Linked DNA regions of Drosophila melanogaster: region 2 is linked to region 1. Evidence: chromatin contacts called from public Hi-C data. All regions are on one chromosome and are shown on one strand. The core of a region is the stretch at or near the end of the contact, and the rest is flanking DNA. Distances in the headings are between cores, read along the strand shown.

The links. Hi-C and Micro-C count contacts between places; a contact is called where the count stands out from the background.
Region 2: a Hi-C map of the Kc167 cell line shows a contact between it and region 1, with 1.9 times the contacts expected there. A contact is called at or near these places in 12 of 107 Hi-C or Micro-C datasets (the Clone 8 cell line, the D17-c3 cell line, the Kc167 cell line and 4 more).

Annotation. Positions count from the first base shown.
Region 1 is chr2L:8,253,890-8,261,248 of dm6, forward strand. CG8086 reads right to left here and starts at 3,613. Exons shown (of 11, transcript NM_205928.4): 1 at 3,189-3,613. Btk (Bruton tyrosine kinase) reads right to left here. Exons shown (of 13, transcript NM_001103651.3): 11 at 7,020-7,359; 12 at 6,809-6,942; 13 at 4,484-6,747. The coding sequence ends at 6,649. mir-2b-1 (mir-2b-1 stem loop) reads right to left here and starts at 4,803; the gene lies at 4,727-4,803.
Region 2 is chr2L:8,357,603-8,364,961 of dm6, forward strand. CG7627 reads right to left here and starts at 4,867. Exons shown (of 10, transcript NM_001259014.2): 1 at 4,437-4,867; 2 at 3,499-3,596; 3 at 3,345-3,430; 4 at 2,608-2,916; 5 at 2,034-2,242; 6 at 341-1,968; 7 at 1-279. The coding sequence starts at 3,575. RpS13 (Ribosomal protein S13) reads right to left here and starts at 7,060. Exons shown (of 3, transcript NM_001298818.1): 1 at 6,939-7,060; 2 at 6,586-6,713; 3 at 5,875-6,523. The coding sequence starts at 6,961. The coding sequence ends at 6,219. CSN8 (COP9 signalosome subunit 8) reads left to right here and starts at 7,253. Exons shown (of 4, transcript NM_164809.5): 1 at 7,253-7,359. The coding sequence starts at 7,321.

The sequences.
Region 1 (7,359 bases), core at 2,363-4,862:
CCAACCACGCTCCACCTTACCAACTTTCCACCTTTCCACCTTTTTAGCGCCAGGAACCAGGCATTTGGGCATGTAATCGATATGGGGCTGGATTTGGATACGGATACGAATTCGACGGGCGCCGAGATTTGGGGTCTGGTCAACAAGGTTGTGTCCCGAATCGAAGCGAAACGAAACGAAACGAAGGGGAGTATGCTAAGTGCTAATGCTGCCCATTTTGTGGGGCATGTAAGCCAACAAAACGATTACTTTTAATGACTTATGGCCGACAATTGCATGAACCAAAACAAAAACAAACCCAGGACCCAAAAGAAATGCGAAGCGTGCCACTTCTTTTGGCCGTGAAAATTCGCCAGCCTGTGTAAATAATTACAAACAATGTTAGGGGGCGTGGCCTGGCTGTTAACAGGGCCAATAAAGCCGTCGTTCTGCTGCCAAGAAAGGCTTCACTTTTCCCGCCAGCCGCACTTGTTACTTGCTACATATGACTCCTGACCTCGCATGCAATTCACATATACATATGTATGTATTTATGTACAAAAAACAATGTTCTCTTCGCAAGGCAGGCAGTCATCAGGCGGTCTTATAAGGCGACTCTTACATCACCATCATGAGGTTGGAAAGCCCACACACCGTACCGCCTGTTCAATTGCTGTTCGAGGCCAAGATCAGCGAAGAAAACTGAAAATCTAACGATGAATCAGAGCCGGCAGCTGAGCCAACAAACTCAGACATCTGTCAGACAAAGAGTCTTGGCCACCCACCCACATTGCTCGCATTGAAGGAAATCTGTCTTAATATGCACATATGGCATCGAAAAGAGATCAATTAAAAATCTAAAAATATATTAAGCTTAATTGTGAAAGAAAATTGTGATTGAATAATAGTCATCTTATACATAAAAGCATAACTGTCAAGATTTTGGAAGCATATAGTAGAACAGAAAATTTCAAAACATAAGATATTGCATTTGATTGTCACGCTTTTTTCTATAAACCATTAAAAAAGGGGTTCAAAATACAAAATCATGTATGCCTTATATATGACTTTAATTTATCAGCCAAGTTATTGCCACCACCAAATAGTGTGTGCTATTTTTCCGAGTGCAACTTCAATTGAATAATGTTTGGTTCGCCCGTTCAGGAGGTCGCATTTAATCACGTTAATAGAGCGTTGGCTCATGCAATCAATTTGCATGTGGCGATCAGATTTCAGTAATCAAATTATAGATGGTGATGCTCGATAATCTATGCACGGGGGTCAGTGTATAAACCGGCTAAACTATATAGTTTATTAAAATCGCCCCCACACACTCGACTTTCGATCTCTCTTTCTCGCTATAAATATTTGCTTGCATTTTGTGAATAACAAAAACTGGCATTCATTATTAGTTACAGAGAGTTTCAGCAAATATTTTAGCATTATCTCTGTGACCTTCGGTGATTTGTTTATGATGATGTGTTTCTGTTTGATTTAAATTGATATTCTCACAGTTGACCCGATGACTCTGCACCCGTGACGAAAACAACGCGTCAGCTTTAATTTGTGATTTTCACTCTAAAAATATAAATAAAAGCTGTAGGTAGCCTCAGCCATAAAACTGAAATACCCTGTAAGTGAAGTTGTGTTTACTAATCTGTTTTGATTGAATATAATAGCATAGGTTCGAAATAAGTGAAAGAATGCCTAATATAGATTCCTTAACATGGAAATAATGTTTCAAATTGTATAAATATTTCAACAGTTTTTAATCACATAATCATTTTTAATCATCGATGGACCATGTATCGATATACCCCCCTTATTTACTAATTGTGAGGTATCTGTATCTCTGACATGATCAACAATCATCTCAACTCAGTGAAAACGTTTTTATGTTCTTTCGACTTCATTTCACGCTCTCCAAAACTGCGAATTAAATATGAGCTCATTCCCAAAATTTAGACAATTTCCAGGCGGCCAACTTGGGGGCTTTTACGCCCAAATACGGCGGCCGACGTTTCCTTTAGCCCACATTGAGTTGTCCGAAAAAGCCAGTTCGGAATTGGGTTTCCAGACGGCAGATCGACCCACGCAGAAACTCCATGACTCCGCGATATATAGACATACAGCCAAATAGCCATAATTCGTGTGCTGTCTCTATTAACTATTGCCTCTTTTTTTTTGTAAAAGTTTAATTAACGCCGAACAAGTTGAGCAATTCCTTTCCAAAAACAGAAAACGACAACAAGTGAGTGAGCCAGCCGGCAAAAGGCCAAAAAGGCCGAAAAGAGCTGGTAAATGAAAACATGAGAGCCAAGAAGCAAAACTGAACTCTCGTGATTGTGATAAAAACGCCAAGACCGACTGACGTCAGCTGTGTGAACTAGTTTGCGATCGTCCAAATCTAATTAAGTTTCTCAACATTCTCGGTGCTCTGCAGCGCGAACGTGTTTTGGCTTTGAAAACCAAGAGAAAGCTGGGAAATGAGGCGGGAAAAATTGGCAAACCCTCACTGAAACTTGGTTCTCAAGGCACAAGGCCAATGTTTTCAAATAGCTGTTGATAATTACTAAATTTAATGGGGGACCATCACACATCCGTTTCCAAATTCTAGAGCCTGAGATCACTGGCTGCTGCTGACACAATTTGCATGTTTGGATACATAAATATCCGTTTGGGTCATTTTATAAATATTTATTTAGCGATTATTGCATTTCCCCTTAGCAGCTTACTTTTCTATTTAACCTTTTACCATTCGTTACTTCGCTATTTTGTATCTTTTTTTTTTTTGTTTTTGGCCAACGCGCTTTTGTGTTGTGCCTGCGCCATAATCAGTGACTTTGAAAAATGAGCTGCTGACTCGGGTCGACCGGTTATTAGAGCTGATGTCATGGGCTTCGTGGGACAAGTGAAGTAAAGGTATCAAGAACCGCGGAAGGGTTACATCTATGCCAACAAGTGACATCAATACGGGAACGCGAGTGTCATTGACTAAACAATGGGAGGAGCTGGGTGGATTTATTTGGGGGCGGAGCAGAACAGCTGACTGGCGGTGGGGAAACCTAGCCCTATGCCACCAGGAAATGCCAATAGTTAGACAGACAGACAGTCAATGAACTTTGGGGTCGGGTCAGCACGCAATCCCACTGGCTGCTCCGGTCGGGCTCCACCTGACTTGGTTAACGCCTACTCCAGTTTATCCTTACCGCAGGCTACTTTACGATTTCGGGTATCTCGTCCTGTTTCCGTTGTATCGTGTGATTTCCGTAACTTTCTTTTACACAGTAAAAAACTTCACTTTATTGCGGTGCTAATAGCGCGTAGTGCATACAGTCCTTGCCAGGATTAGTCGCGATTTTTGGGCGATATTCAAAACATCTGTTCACCCGAAAGAGATTGCTATATTCGTTGTTATTGTAGTTGGGTTTCGTGGCTGATTTATTATTTCGTTGATTCGTTCGTTGATTGGGTTCAAGTGACAGCCGCTTTCGAGTGTCGGTCTGCCGACTGGCGTTTGAAGTCTACTAGAGGTTTTCAAAACAAAACACACTTTGCTGATTTATTTATACCGATTGGATTGGCCGCTATGAGCTGAGTTTGTTTCAGTGAAAGAGAAGAGAGCTAGCTAGAACCGCACTCGAGAGCTGTCGAACAGAAACTGCGGCACCAAGTCGCTAACGCTCGCTTTTCGTTTCAAATTTTCGACGTAACGAATGCAAGACGTCACGTAAGCCACCGCGTTGGCGTTAACAGTCGACGTAAGAGTTAACATGAGTCTCCTCTGTTATTTGGCTAAGGATTTTGATTGATTTGTGGTGAGACATGAGCTTCAAACTCTATTTAATATCAATTAAGAAGTAGTTTTAGAAAAAATGTATATGCTCATCACTTATATTTTCAGCAAAATATTCAAATAAACTTTCTGGGAGTGGTGTCGGGTAGAATTTCCCCGCCCAAAACATATTTCCTGAAATCGATTTCCATTTAATTGGCTCATTTACATTTTAAGAAAGTCGTATCTAGGAGAAGGTCGCCTTAGATAGACATTGCCCCCGGTCTCCTGCCCACGGTTCAATCGTATCTTAATGGCTCATTGACTATCTGTAATTCGACTGGGTTTGCGCTCATCGAGAGGCCTATTTATGGCCGTGCTCACCAACAAATAATGCCGCTCGATTGTGGTTATGTAATGCGAGACCGCGATCTTGCCTCCGACAAATCAATCCGCCCCGCCGACCCAACAATCTATGGACCACTGCTGCGGTGGCACACAGACAGCCTTCACCCACACACATGCCTAATGAAGCATGACAAATTATTGGCATGATTTGTATTGGAAAATCGTTTGGTGCAAAATTGGTATAGTTGTGTTTTTTTTTGGGGCAGAAAGGGGAGTGATGTTCAAAACAATACTTAACTTTCTTATTTATCCAAAACCCATCTAGATTTAGACCATATAAAAATATTTTACAATTTTATTTTGATAAATTTTTGTTTGTTTATTCATTTATATCCTAATAGTAGGCCATTAAGCAATATAAACCACTATTTAAAAACCAAAATCCAGTAGAAAGATATTCTTTTTTTTTCAGACCTCCATAATTATGTGGCATATTTTCAGGCTCAATAGCAAGCAAGCAAGTTATAAAAAAATTATTTAAGCGTGAAATTAGATTTATATTATATTTTTTGTATAAAATATCATCCACTTAGAATGTTTCCTTAAGTCGCCGGACGAGAAAAACCGCAACGCTCCTCAAAGCTGGCTGTGATATGAATATTGTTGACAACATGTCACTGCCACTTTGAAGACAGTTGAAGTTTTTAGTTATTTTGATTTGCACGAAACTCCCCAACTATGCATAAAACATCAGAGAAGAGCTGCAGTATTTTCGGTTCTTTTATTAGCAATATCACGTTGATGATTTTTGGTTTTGTTTTTATATTTCTGGGGTTGGGTTTTCATGGCAATAGACGTATTTCGTATTTATATGTTTATCGTATGTATTTATATATAGCTCTATATGCATAGGCGCAAGAAATCAACTAAGCCGCGTATTATAAGTTAGTAGTGTAATTTTTTGTAGATTGCATATGTAGACCGCAGTCTGGATAGTGGCTACTGCAAGGATTTTGCAGATGGGCAGGCGGATACTCTCCAATCTCCAATCTGCCACTCCGCTCAGCAAAAGGAATCATCATCACGTATAGACATGATCAGTTTTGTGGAGCGACTAATGCTACATATGTATAGTCGTACGAAGGACGCTTACTAGCTACCACATTCATATAAACATAGACAAACCTTTGCGGTTTCTGTGTATAGTTCGTATCTCGTATCAAAATGCTGTATCAAAAAGTTTTACAAAATGCGCTTTTGGTTTGCGTTTGTTGTTGGTGTTTCGGCTTGTTTTGTTGCTTGGTTTGCATTCGGTTTGGTGTTGGCTTGTATCTTGTATAGTCACTGGCTATAAGTCTATGTGAGTTGCTTCTATTTTGGTTCTGTTCTCATTGCTTTGAATTCTTCTCGGCTGAACTTGGCTCGCAAACATTTTGGTGTGAAACCGAGTTCTGTGCTTGCAGTCTCCAAAATTTCGCGAATGAATACCAAAATAAGAGGGTAAATGATAAATAAATGTTTATCGTACATTTTATTTGATTTTCTGTTTTTTCTTTTCTCTTTTGCATTTCTGGTTGCTTAATCAAATGATAAAATTAATTAAGTAAAACGTTCATAAAAATAGGGTAAAATATGTGTATAGATATATAGATTTATATCGCATAGACATTGCAAAAAAACGAAAGAATTCAGTTAAAATATAAAGCATAACGTATAAATTTCTCGTAATTATACCGTACTTGATTCATACTGTGAGCGTGGGTGATGCCATCGCAAGATCAAAATTAAATAAAAATAAAAATCGTCTGCAAGAATTAAACAATAAATCACAAAACTTAAACTACGCACGTACAAATCTAGTCTAAAAATCGTTTATGTTTCTTGGCGAACTCTTTTCTTATCATCCTTCGGTTCCTTCATCCTTTATCAGTTGTGCAAACATTTCGCTTTCGACTTGAGGCTTACATTTAATATTTAATGCATAATCAGTTTTCTTGTTTGTTTGTTTCTATCATTCTTTAGAGATAATCATATTTTACTTAGCACAGTGGCTCGCTATTTAAAAAAGCACATTTAAATATCGTATCATATGCATGTATCGTTATAATTTTTTTATATCGCTTTCGGTATGTGAAATGTATCAAAAATTTGACTATTAACTACAGTTCTCTATACTTTAATGCATTTCCGTTTTCTCATTTAATATAGTTACTATATGTGACTGTCAGTTGTTGCGCTTCGTATCTCATTGTCTAACAGTTAACGCGTTCATAAACATAATGATATCATTTGCTCAGCTCTAGCTCTATCATATAATCCAAATATACCATAATCATATGGGGCTTGTGCCGTAATGTAAACTGGCTCGCGCTTAACTAAATCTTATGCTTCATATACATATATGTATAAATCTAAATATATCTTTCTTTCGCCGCTTTTGTAACCTTAAATGTAATGCCTTTAACGTTCTTCAATATCTTAAGATGCTTCAGTGTGTTCAGTGCGTGTTAATTTCAGGCGATGGGTGCCGCAATCTGGTCCGCTCCTTAGTCGGTTAGCGTTTGGGCCACAAGAGCCAGCTGATCCATGAGCACACGGAAAGCGGGACGCTCCTCGGGTCCATGTGACCAGCACAACTTCATGACCTAAGGACAAAGATGAACAATTAGAAATTTCTTTAGGGATCTATATGGACTATGCACTCACATCATAAATCTCCTTGGCACACGACTTTGGTTTTTCTAGGATAATTCCGCGCTGCACACGCTCCACAACCTCGGTATTCTTTAGGCGACCGTATGGCATCTTGCCGCAAGTGAAGATCTCCCACATCAGCACACCTAAAACAACAAAATAATAGATATTAATTGAAGAATTAATTGAGTTAGTGCTTCCGTTGCGCGGGACAAGTACTCACCGTATGCCCACACATCGCTCTTAGAGGAGAAGCGCGTGTAGTTGAGCACTTCGGGCGGGGCCCACTTGATGGGGAACTTGGTTCCGCCAGAGCTGGTATACTGATCGTCGAGAACGTATCGGGCCAATCCAAAGTCGGCCACTTTAACGACATTCTCGGAACCCACGAGACAGTTGCGGGCAGCCAGATCCCGGTGAATGTAGTTATGGCGCTCCAGGTAGGTCATTCCCTTGCTAACCTGTATGCACATGTCAAGGAGTAGACCCATATTACCAATCAGGGTCTTCTCATGCCGTCGCAAGTAATTCAACAAGGATCCGTGCTTCATGTACTCGGTCAC
Region 2 (7,359 bases), core at 3,617-6,116, 100 kb after region 1:
TTGAAGAAGTACATGGCAGCTCGGGTGATGCCGCGGAACATGGAATTGTGCAAACGAATTGAGGCTTTCATGGCCAAATTAAAGAATAAAAACGAGCGAGCCACGGTCACCAGGATGGTCAGTACTGTGATCACCGTGAATATATAAGTATCCAGCATTTCAGCATCCACGGACAATCCTATATCACGAAGCCATGTCGACAGACGAGGTTCGAGTTCCTCAGAGCGAGTTGTGTCATTATTATCTGCACGGTAAGCCACATTTCCCTTTTTGGTAACCCTAAAAGGTAAGAATATATATATTATATATTTATTAAAGAAATCCCGAAGCAATTACTTACCAATATGAGAGAAAATAGTCACCCAGAGAGGCCAATCCTTGCGAGAGCACACAGAAGCCCATCATCACGAAGAAGGCGAAGAAACCGCCTCCCGCTTTGAAGTATTTGCTGTACAAGCGCAGGCCGATTTGACCAGCCTCCTGGCGTTCCTGGTTGTTAGCTTGCTCCGCTTCGAGGTCATCCATGCACGAATCTGCCATGGAAAGTAGGGATTGCTCGCTGTTGCGTCGCTGGTCCGAATGACTGTGGGTGTAGCTGCCCGATCGCGACCGTGATCGCTCCTCTGATTGCTCATCCCGCTCTGGATCGGCTAGCATGGAGGCGAAGTCCAACCCGGATTCGCGTAGAGACTCGTAGGTGCCCACGGCGCTTACACGACCCTTATCCATGATGACAATCTGATCGGCGTGCTGCAAAAACTGGAGCTGATGAGTGGCCAATATAACAATTCGCTCGCGTAGATAGCCACGCATGCACTGCTCGAACAGATGGCGGGCCACATGGGTGTCCACGGCACTCAGAGGATCATCCAGCAGGTATATGGAGGTCTCCCGATAAACAGCTCTTGCCAAACTGATTCTCGCCTTTTGGCCACCCGACAGGGAAGCTCCACGCTCTCCAACTATGGTTTTATCCTTAAACGGGAGCAGCTCGAAATCTCGCTCCAGGGCACATTTCTTCACCACCTTAGCGTAACGACGACGATCCATAGGCTGGCCAAAGAGAATATTTTGTCGCACAGTGCCGGAAAAGAGCCACGGTTCTTGGGAAGCATACGACATGGAGCCATTAACCTTTATCTCGCCAGACTCTGCGGGCAGTTCACCAAGGATGGCTTGGATGAGACTGGATTTACCGGATCCAGTGCGTCCGACAATACCCAGCATGGTTCCAGGCTGAACACGAAGGTTTACACCATTAAGCGAGTAATCGGGGGAGTTAACATCCCATTTGGCCATAAGTCCGCTAATAGAGATTCCCGCCTCCGACAACTTGGCGTTCTCATTAACAGTGGCAATTGGTGGACCTAAAAGCTTATCCTCAGCTTCGTCGCGCTCCTCATCTCCATCGGCATGAACCGTTTCCTGATTGCTTCCTTGGAAATCCTCGGTAAGATCCACACTCATATCCATCACATTCGTCTCGTCGGACTGCATATACTTCTGGACACGCTTAATGGACACCAGGGTCTCCGCCATTTGGGAAATGCCCTGGGGAAAGAACACCGTCATAGTGGTACGCAGGATATTGTAGTAGGCTGTGATCAAGAACGCCACTTCCGGGGTTAGGAACGTCCCGAGCAGAACATATCCCACCAGACTCAGGAAAATTGAGACACGCGTCAGAAAGATGATGAAGGAGAGCAGAATTCCACGGATGTAGGACACATGGCGGATGGCATTTATCTCCTTCTTACGGGCAAAGGCCACCATATGTTCGAATGGCAATTCCCATGCGTACATTTTAATCACCTGAATGCCCGAGATGATTTCGTTCATCATCCGTACCCTTTCATCCGTGCGTAAGGCGGTTCTGAGTCGCAACACCGATGTTCTTTTTCCCAGATACGCCTGCAGGGGGATGAACAGCAACATGAAGGCCACACCAAACACAGCAGCGATTCCAATCTGTAAAAAAATTTGGGTTTCTTAATCGTGATATTTTGGGTTCAAAAGATTATCGCTTTTCTCACCTCACGGTACATTAGGTATGTGATAAAGAGGGTCTCCAGCGGTCCCACCCACAAGTAGTGTACGAATATGGTAGCCAGATCGAGACGTCCCACGTCGTTGGACATAAGATTCACCACATGTCCAGCTGTGGTGTCTCCCAACGCCGACTTACTCAGCCGTAACGCCTTGCGGTAGATCATGCTGCACATACCAACGCGCATCTTGAGTCCTGCAATAGTATCAGCAAATAGTTTAAAAAATTTAATATCGTATCGCAAATAAAGCTTCAAACCCTTTTATTTAACAACCAGACACTAAGTGGGACGATTACCTAATTAAATCCAGATTGCTAATTTTTTGTCACTTTTTTTATACGCCGACATCGTTTAAAACGAATTAGGGGAATTACCAAATAGATTAATTAAGACATTCTCTACAATAGTTAAAATCGTTGACACGGCATAAATTATTTTTTTAGCTTATTAGCTTGTAGAATGATACATCGGGTGTTAAGAATATACCATCCTTATTTTGGTTATATTTGACTTATGTACAAAATAATATGACTCTTTAGAAGGAGAACACTTGACTCACCCACATGCATTGTGCCTAGCATATAGGGATGCATTATAATGACATTGAGGGCACTGCACAGGATCACTCCAGCTGCATAGTAATAGGCCGATTCAATCGATTCCGAGCCATGTGTGTAGTAGGCGATGAGTTTCAGCAGGAAGATTGGCTGAAGCGTTCGAAGACCCAATTCCAGCAGGAAAAGCACCAGGCCAAGCAGTGCGAAGTACCAGCCAAAAACTCGCAGAAGGGCTCTCAACAAATTGGGCTTTCCTTTGGTCTTCTCAAGTTCCAATTCCCAGGAAGCGCACAATTTGTTCCCCAGAGTCTCTGGAAAAATTGCACAAATTAACACAATTTAATCACAGATAAGAGACCCAATAAATTCGGATTACGAAAACAACAATTACCCAGAGACACAATTATCAATTGGGAAAAAAGAAACACAAAATCGTAGAAACAATTGAAGACATAAAGCAAATCAATTAAGACGGTCAACGAACATACTATGTACAATGTACGTGCATCGATCAGTAAAATGAATTGTTCCCATGATAACTACATACAGTGCGTTCGGAAAATATAAGTCTGATTGAAGTAAAGACATGTGGAGTGATCACTTCATTATCTACTGTTTTTCATGCACAACTATGACTTGCACAGATAATAAAATGTCTCCATTGATGTATTTATGCTTATATCGATTTAGAATTTCGCAATTCACCATTTGGTGAATCATAATAAGAATTTCACCATACCAGATTTGTGCTCTTTTAAGGCTCTGTAAAGATCCTTGGTATCCAATGTGCGTTTCCGACCCTTGATAAAAGTCGGCATGGTGTACCTACGTATATTGTTAATAAATTAAGGCCATTAATAGGTTTACATTAAATGTGTAGTTACTATGCTCACCAAAAACATGCTGCCGAAATAAAATTGCAATGTTCCCGGGGATTTTCCGGCAAATCTGCCGTTTTCAGCGACTGCATGTTCTACTGCCTCTAAAGAAACTGAAATAAAAAAGGGTGTATAAGCAGCGTAATAGATAAAGAATGAACTGAGCTGTATTGGATAAGGGAAATATGTAATTCTGTTGAGTGGTTCTAAAACAAAAGTCGATATGAGCACAAACACGGCACATCTTAATCAAACAAACATTGTCGTTTCATTTATCAACGCTACGTATTGACGTTGGCTTGGCGACTCCAAGAAAGTCGACGTACTATTTATTTTTTAGTGGAAAACCCATGGGTTTGGGTGACAAGGGCGGTTGGCTCATGAGTTTGTAGTTCGTCATAATAGGGCTTGCTGTAACGACGGGCCCAGGGAAGCAGCAATGTTGAAGAGGGGTTTGGTTCCCTAAAACCAAACACGCGTTTGCCATTTTGCAGTACAGTAAACAACTGGTAACAGTGCATGTTACACAGTGCACATGTTTTACATTCTAAAGTAGCAAAAGTCGCTTTTCTAAATTACAGTAGAGATATTTATTTATAGTTTAATGTTTTTGGATGAATAATTCGTTGATTTCATCAGGCGGCGAAAAGACTAATCCCTTATTTATAGGCACATACATATAAAAGATTCTAAAAATAGCCTCTGTTTTACCGGCTTTTAATATCCTTCTATAAGCTCTGTAACTTAACAGTTGAAGGGCTTAAACAATTTGTAATTCGTATATCTCACAATTGGGATCTACTGTAATTGTCTGTTTCTCACTTTCTCCCTGTTCCACTCACACCCGCCCAGAATAAGCACTTCGAGCATTTACCGTTTAACCATTCGGAATATAAGTATGTATGTACATATGTAAATATCTATATATTTATGTGCGGGTGTGCGAGACGTACCACGTTGTTGGTGGCACAAAAAAAGGGAAACTTTTATCCAAATGTACAAATGCAAATGTACATTACACTTATCGGCCAAGAAACAATAATTGCGCACAGATAAAGGCCGCATCGATGGTTTTTCGTTTGTCTGTAAATTATCTAATCACATGGATTTTTTCAGGCACACAAATTACCAAGCAATCGGCGAGCGCACAATTAAAATAATTGCCATTGCTTGCAAATCCCATGTACTATGTACGTACTTTTGTTTCAATATTGTTTACATTCAACAATATGGTTATTGTTGCTGGCGAACGTGAGAAAATCGCGATAGAAGACCCGGCAAAGCAACACAAAAACTATATACAGATATTGTAAATAATAAAACAAACTTCGGTCCGAGCGCCAGAAAGAGCAGCAGGCTACTGAATGCTGAATTCTGAACACTGGCGGTTTCGGTTTCGGCGGCTATCGGCTCTAAATACGAAATTCACCCCCAACCCCAGGCGCTCCCGAGCTACAGTAGAGTCTGCCTAGCTTCAACCGCCATAGTTATTGCTCCCTTCCTTTAGAAATAGTTTTAGTTTTAAGCAAGTTGCATAGAAATTTGATATCTGTATTAATTCTGTATCGAGGATTTAACTCTATATAACATTTTACCAGACACAACACTTTATGTATGACCGGTGCGTTATCTTAGTTATTTCGCTGTTCTGAGAGCGCACTGTGTATAGCATCATCGTTAGGTAGTTTTTTCCATCATCCCAAGACAAACTCCAACTCCAATCGGGCTTTTAAACATGAAACCATCTCAACAAAATTTCTTATTAGTTGTATGTATGTATATATAGCATACAGTAGTACATATAATGTAAGTATGTGAATTTCCAATTTTAATCTACTTAGGATTATTGACAATAAGATTTATAACGGAAGCGCGATAACCGTTTGATTTTCACAAAAATATTAATGTTAATCAATAACATTATTGTCCACTTCTCCCCCTCACATATAAATACATGCATGTATTTGAAATTGAAAACGCGATAAGAGGCCATCAGGGTTTTAACATCCTCAGCTATTCACGTTAAAGAAGTACCACTGTAAAATTGTTACCTGTGTGCCCCCTAGTGTGGCACATACATACAAACATTTGTATATATTTATGTACATATGTGATTTGCAGTTTCTTGCTGAAAACCATGCAACAAGTGAATGTTAAAGGAGTGGAACATTCCAATTTCGTTATTTCGATAGGTGTTTTTTAAATTATTGCGCCTAATCTCCATTTCGAAATTTAAAACACCCCCTTAATTGGGAAATAACGTTGTAACACACCAGGAATAAAAACATACGTTCAGCTCTAACAATTAAGGCATAATCGATGATCAATACATACTTAAAAGCATTCCCCAAAGCGCACTTTCAAAATGAATATATCATGTTGTTCCTAAAAGTATTCCGGTATGAAACACCCAGACTGGGCTGCACATATGTATTTAAAAGCATTTTGGGTTTTAGTCCACATCCTTTAAGCTGTTTCACAAAGTTCCATTATTGGAGATGCCGCTGAATTTGAATTAAAGCTAGCCACAGGTAAATAGTATCAAGTTTGAGTTTGGAAATCATTGAAGCAGATTACTGGAAATTATTGAAGTAAATAAACCACACATAATTTGTTTAGTCTATAAAATAGTTCCGATTTCCAGTTTTATTTGTTGGGTTTATTGGTTGTACATTGATGGAAATGTAGGACCCCGCAAGACTTGAAAACAAACTACCAACTAGCGAATCAAGAACTTAGGCAACCAGGGCGGAGGCAGTGCTCGACTCGTATTTCCAGTTGGGGGGCAGGACGCTCTTGGTCTTGTAGTAGCGGGCCAGGCGGTGGATCCTGGACTCGACCAGAATCAGACGGAACTTGCCGTCCTTGTCCTTGCGGTTGCGCTCCAAGTGCTTGCGGATGGCGACGGCCTTCTTGATCATGTGGTACAGATCCTCGGGAATGTCGGGCTTCAGACCCACCGACTTCATGATGCGCAGGATCTTGTTTCCGTTGACGAAACGCACCTGGGCAACTCCGTGCGAGTCACGCAGGATGATGCCTGTAAAAACCGGATTCCGGATTAACATAACCTCAAACAACAACATACTCGGCAGTGCTCACCGATTTTGGAGGGAGTCAGACCCTTCTTGCCCAGCTTCTTAATCTGCTCCTTGACATCATCTGCGTTCAGTTTCAGCCAGGATGGGACAGTGCGTCTGTAGGGGAGGGCTGATTGGGAAATACCCTTGCTGTGAACGAAATACACAAATGTTAGTACGCGTTTATGGCGGCGCCTGTCAAATGCGAATACGTCTGCACCATGTGCTTGCCTTTGCGGTCGATAATTAACACACTAAAACCACCGTAGAAACGCATTAAACACATTCATTCGTTCAACCCGCACGGCAGACACATTTTGCATGCATTCAGCTTGGCACACAGGCATCGAAAACAATGAAAAATTTCATTTTTACCCAGGAGCGTGCATACGACCCATCTTGATAGTCTAGTTTTTGACACCGAAAAGAAGGTGGAGACTTTTGGCACGTTGACAGCTCTACGATGTGGAGACCTGTCAAAGCAGCTATCGATAACGGGATGCTTAGCGATATTTTTTTTAATGCGCTTACAATATGTTGTGATATTCAAAACTTTACTTTAAGTGACTATTACAGGATTTATTAAAGGGAAATAGAAAGCTAATTTGTGTAAAAATAATTCATTTAGCTATCGATATATGTATACTATTGTCAGCTAGACTCTACACAAGCACAGGAGTGCTTTGGGAAGGTTTCATTTCTTGCAGCACGCTAAACGGTCACATTATTGTTTCCCGACCAAGAATTTACCAATAAAATGCATTTAAATAAATATAGTGAAGTAGTGGAGCGGCTT